2 separate regions of the Gossypium hirsutum genome follow, and region 2 is linked to region 1. A link is a contact called in public Hi-C data. All regions are on one chromosome and are shown on one strand. The core of a region is the stretch at or near the end of the contact, and the rest is flanking DNA. Distances in the headings are between cores, read along the strand shown.

Region 1 (2,870 bases), core at 145-2,644:
ATGACCATCTTGAGACAACCCAAGTTCCAAACCAGGGAGCTGCTGGTTAGCCGCACCCAAGATTGAGGTGAAGCTCATCTGACCAATATTAGTAGCTGGCAAATCAAAACCAGGAATCCCGATTTTTTGCAGATAAATAGGACTTTCAGTGCCTAAATTGGTTGTAGATGGACCAGATGATGTCTGAAACCCATAACTACTGACTGAGGGCCATAACCCTGTTGCTACATGATGGGGTCTCCCCAAATTGTTGGCACCAACCGTTGCCCAACTGGTCCTACTGCTTCCAGACCCTATACTGGACCCCCCTAAATCTTCCATCTTTTGGTGCAATCCAGCTGATAGAGAGGCCCCCTGATGAGAAACTGAGCCTCCAGCTGCTGCCAAAGCTGAAGCTGGTATGGTTCCGCTCCCCGTGGCGGCTATTACTGATGGTTCAGCTTGTTGTAACAACCACTGTATGGTTTCCCCATCAGATTTGTGTCCCAATTCTCTGGTCAACTGAAAGATTCTAGCTGCACATAAAGCAGGCATCCTTATTCTTCTACCTCTCCCTTCAACTTTGGTGTGCCTGTCTTTATTAGAACTTCTCTTCGGAGCCAACTGTTGTTTCTTCCCTTCTTCTTTACTTGCAACAATCCGGAAACCCTTGCTTTCACCTGCTTTGTTCTCTCCCATGCTCTGATGAGGCTGTTGTTGGGGTTGTGGTGGCAAGCTCAAGAAGTTGGATACTTCAGCTGGTGGCTGCTTGGAGCCCTTGGGATCCATGAACAGGTAAAGGGGTGGTAAGGTGGGGGCAAAGCAAATTAAAGCCAAAAAACAAAGTTTCTTAGATTGAAGAAGGTGACCTGAAAAGTCCTACACTTTCATGAGTTTTTAACTGTTTTTGGCAAGGAATGTGAAAGACAAACTAGTAATATAATATTGAAATCCCAAAGCACAACCCCAAAATGTCAAAAATTTTATCTTGGTTTTACAACATGTCTTTCTACTTTCTCTCACTGTCCTTTCTTACTCTTTTTTCTTACAGTAGTGAACGGGTTTTGACTAATACTTCTGATACGATAGTAACTTTAACTGCCAATTCAGCACAACATCCCCATTTCCATAGATTGATGGCTAATTCTCTTAGCTTTCTCTTCACTTCACCTTTACCTTTTACATGCTACAATATTATTTCAGCAGGCATCATACTAATGGTTCCATCTCTTGTAAGGGACTCAATTGTCCAGGTGGATCAATCACCTTTTTACAACTGGCAACTTGGTTTGTATCGGTTGCTTGCTTCTAACCCACTCTAGGCCAATCTTTCTGATATGTGTCATAAAAAGTTTTATAGAGAAAATTAATCATGGGACGACGTAACCCCCCCTAATTTGATAGGTTTCAAGTTTTAACCCATCTGATTTTGTTGGGGCGGATTTTTCTTATAAAAATCAAATTTGAGATGGAGCGAGGGAACAAAATTCTTCTGTGCCCCTCCAACAATTTATCACCACGTGGATTAGTAAATTGTGGGTTGAGACTTGCATTAACTTTTTTTATGCATTGTATTTCCCGTTACCGTTACTTCTCCTTCACAAAACCCATAGAGGTGGCTTTGTTGTTCTTTAGAATGTGAAATTGATTTGGAGAGTTACTAGAGGTTCCTGCTGACCTCTTCTTGACCTTCCATCATCCTCGTCATTTCTCTTCCACAAAACCCATTAAAGTTAACAATTGAATCTTGAATAATTTGAAAATATAAAAATATAGACCGAACCTGGAAAGAAAAATTGAAGTGAAGAGAAATCACAACTTATTATAATTGTTAAATCAAATTTTCAAGTTGTGAAATGAATTCCTTATTAAGCAAAAATCAATTTCTTAGACTGCTGTAATATAGAACTGTTTTTGACTTTGTAAACATGTAGAGGAATGTTTCCTCGAAATCAAGTGGTAGTAGAGAAGAACTAAATATGTAACCAAAGAATAAAATTCATCACTTATTGAAGAGGGTTGCAGCATAACAACTCTTTTAGAGATGAACAATCAAGAAACATGGAACATTTTTCAAAACCCATTCCTAATTCCAAATATCTCAAGGCAGCACAACAATTACTTCATGAATTTGTTAATGTTTGAATGGGTCTAAAGCAGTGTAATGGAAAGAAAAGCAAAAGCTCTAAAGACAATTGGGTGAAGAGTTCCAACGAGGATGAAGGAAGATTACGAAGAGGTGTTCTCATCGGCAACTCTCCAAATCAGATTTCACGTTTTGAAAGACAAAAACTACAAAGCAGCATCCATGGGTTTTATGAAGGAGAGGTAGACGGTGAAGGGCAGGAGAAGTAACGGTAACGGGAAATACAAGACATAAAATTCACACAAATTTCTGCCCACAATTTACTAATCCACGTGGCAACAAATTATTGGAAGGATGCAGGCAGAAGAATTTTATTTGGAGCGAGATGAGTTTTTAATTAAAAATTTAAAGTTGGAGTGCAGTTTTAATCAAATCTTCATGGGCTTGAAGTTAATATATATAAATAAATATTATAAGTTGTTAGGTTCCAGTTGAAATAAAAGTATAATATTTTGATTGTGGATTTGTAGTAATTCCTTATACAATTAAAGATTAATTTTAAATAATATTTTTTAATTTTATGCTTACCTTATAAGTGAAATTTTTTCATTATTTTCATAAGCTGTTTAAAGTTTTTTGTTGGAAGACATTTATATTATTTATATATAATAATACATTATATGAAAAAGAAATAATAATATTTCTATTCGTCTGAAAATAACCTAGAACTATAATTTATTTTTTATTTTACTTTTTCAGTCTAAAAGGTTTTTATAAACATCATCATAGGATTATTTTTTAATTT
Region 2 (2,700 bases), core at 70-2,569, 240 kb after region 1:
AAAAAATTATCTTTAAATCCTTAAATTATCCTTGCCTCACTCGTTATCCCATAAAAGAAAAACCTTGTAACAATAGTTAATATCAAATATGGAGTGGAATTTTCAACTAGTTATATATAAGTTTGGTGTAATGGTAAATGCTATTGGAGTAGAATTGCCCAAAGATATTTTTAATTACATTAAATTAATTCCTAAATTAAAAACAATTTTTTATTTAATTTAATTCAGTTTGCTGTGGGATTGCTTGTCTTTCATGTTTCTTGTCAGTTTGGTGCGCTACTCACTCAAAAATTACAATTCTTCAGCTTTCCTTTTTCCCTTCTTTTTCCAATATGTATTTCACAAGTTTGTTCAAATCATGCAGTTATCATTAATCAAATCTAAAAATTACATTTCCTTTTTTGTTAAACAAAATCGAACCACTTTTGTTTCTTATCGACCAAAATAGAATTCATTATGGGGACGAAGAGCTCAATGCATAAAATTTTCATTTCATGAATCCCTATATATGTATATGAATGAACTGAATATATACATATATTACTTAGGGTTGGTCTATCAAGTACTTTGACACTTATGGTTAAATCCCAGCCATTCATTTTTTTTAAAGATTTACCCTTAGTAATTTTTTTCACTTATAATTTATATAGTTATTATTAATAAATTTTAAAATAATTAATATTTTTTATAAAATTCTGATACTCAAAACTCTAAATAAAAATCTTAAAACTTTTATCTTTAAAAAACTTAAATTAAATTAAAGAGATTTGACGGTGGTGCCAACAGAATTGTCACTTAAGAAATTCAAAAGTTGGCAGGTTGGCACGATTATTGAGACGATTTTACTATTGAAAATCAACAACAATAGCTGATGATGGAGATTAACTTGTATTTTTTTTTTATCTTAAATCACTCCATGATAATGACATACAATTTATATGGGAAATTAAAAACTTGGGAAATGGTCTTTAATTAAAAGTACACTATACTCTTTGACTTTTCATTGGACGAACAATCCATGCAATACTTGGTCACCATAGTGGGGATATCCATAAACACAGACATACATATCCTTTACTTTTCTCCTTTTTTTTTTCCTTTAATCAATCTTGCAAACTTGATTATTAAGCAACTTTAGGATGGGTTTGGCATGAATCATTGAAGTAATGAGAATATATATTTATATATCTTTATTAATTTATTTAATCCTTTTTCAACTGCTTTCCCTTTATAAAAACTTACATAGAGCCTTTGCTTTGATGTGGAGAAGACCAATTCTTTGTGTTGTGATGATAATTATAGTTGGAGTTGGTATGTGTACGTTGGTGATTGCATGGCTTGTCACATGTGCTTCCCATCATGGAGACAAAGGGAGGCCCCGCTCTTTGAAAACCAGTCTCACAAGAATTCAAGCAATTTGATTAAATGGGAAAAGATCTTTGCTTTGTTTGTGGGTTTTTCAAATTTAATTTTTAAAGACTTTTTTTATTTTTTTTTCTCACCAAGAGATAAGTTTGGATCTTTCTTTGTTAGTATTCGTTTTAATCATGTCCTTTCCTTTTCAAAGCTTTTGCTTTTCTTTTTTCCCAATTAAGGGTTTTTTTTACTAAAATATTATAATAAATAAAATAAAATACGAAAATAATATATTTCAAAATTATATATTAAAATGATACATTTAAGGTGGTCACACCTAGTACATAGGCGGTACTACCCTACTCTAACACAAAAAAATATTAAAAAAATACTATTATATTTAAAAAAATAAAATCTGCTATAAAAAATTGATGTGACACTGTGGAGGGCAAGCCAGAAGCTGCACTGGTGAAGCCTCTGGCAGAGGCAGCACCAGTGAAGCTTATGCCATAAGTGGTACCAGTGAAGCCTATGCCATAGGTGGCACCAACACTCCCAAACTCCTTCCGATTCTATTTAAGTTAAAAAAAAATTACCATGAATTTTTTAAGCAATATGTTAAAAAAAATAATATTATTTCTGTTAAAAAGACAATAATATGTTAAAAAACAAAAACAAAAATTTTAAAAATTAGTACATAATATTAAAATTTTTTATTAAAAATAGTTAAAATATTATATTTTAATACATAATTTTTCAAATATACTATTTTCATATTTTATTTTATTTTTTATAATATTTTAATAAAAACCCCATTTGAATACCAAAAGGAGATAATTGAAAAAGTACACACCAAAATTTAGGCACTTCCCAATCAATTCCAAGGACCTTGTTACTCATTAGCTATTTGCACTACATTACATATGGTGTAATGTAATTTAGCTGTTTCAAGCTTTACAACAAGAAGCTTTGAAGCTTCTTTTAATAATTAAAATGTCCTCTTTTAGCATATTTTTGCTTTGGTTAAAAAAAAATTAAAACAAACCTCTTATCATTCTTCTTTGAATTAGTAATTTTTTATATAAATATTTAAAATTATTCGTAATTTTTTTAACTTTAAATAAGAAGATAAACATATTTTAATACACTTAATTTATGTAATTTTTAATTAATAATAATATTAATACTAACTGAACTGAGTATACTTGAATAGCAATTACTTAAATTTCTTTCTATTTGATAACATCTATTTGCATTCAAAACAAGACTCTGTACTCCAACATGCGGTAAATGTGTTATTGGTTACAAAATTCACATGCCTCTTGATTTACTTTGTTTCTTCAT

Evidence for each region. Hi-C and Micro-C count contacts between places; a contact is called where the count stands out from the background.
Region 2: a Hi-C map of leaf shows a contact between it and region 1, with 1.6 times the contacts expected there. The contact joins the enhancer-like site here to the promoter of LOC107888812 in region 1. A contact is called at or near these places in 2 of 34 Hi-C or Micro-C datasets (both in leaf).

The regions. Positions count from the first base shown.
Region 1 is chrA09:32,494,132-32,497,001 of Gossypium_hirsutum_v2.1, forward strand. LOC107888812 (transcription factor TCP20) reads right to left here and starts at 1,395. Exons shown (of 2, transcript XM_016813041.2): 1 at 1-1,395. The coding sequence starts at 768.
Region 2 is chrA09:32,737,397-32,740,096 of Gossypium_hirsutum_v2.1, forward strand. No RefSeq gene overlaps it. Among protein-coding and RNA genes, the nearest start is that of LOC121206841, 47 kb to the left of the region's middle. Within about 2 kb of position 1,320, at least 4 of the 9 cell types and tissues checked have an H3K27ac peak or open chromatin away from gene starts, as enhancers often do. A contact at or near this core is called in leaf, where this site is marked.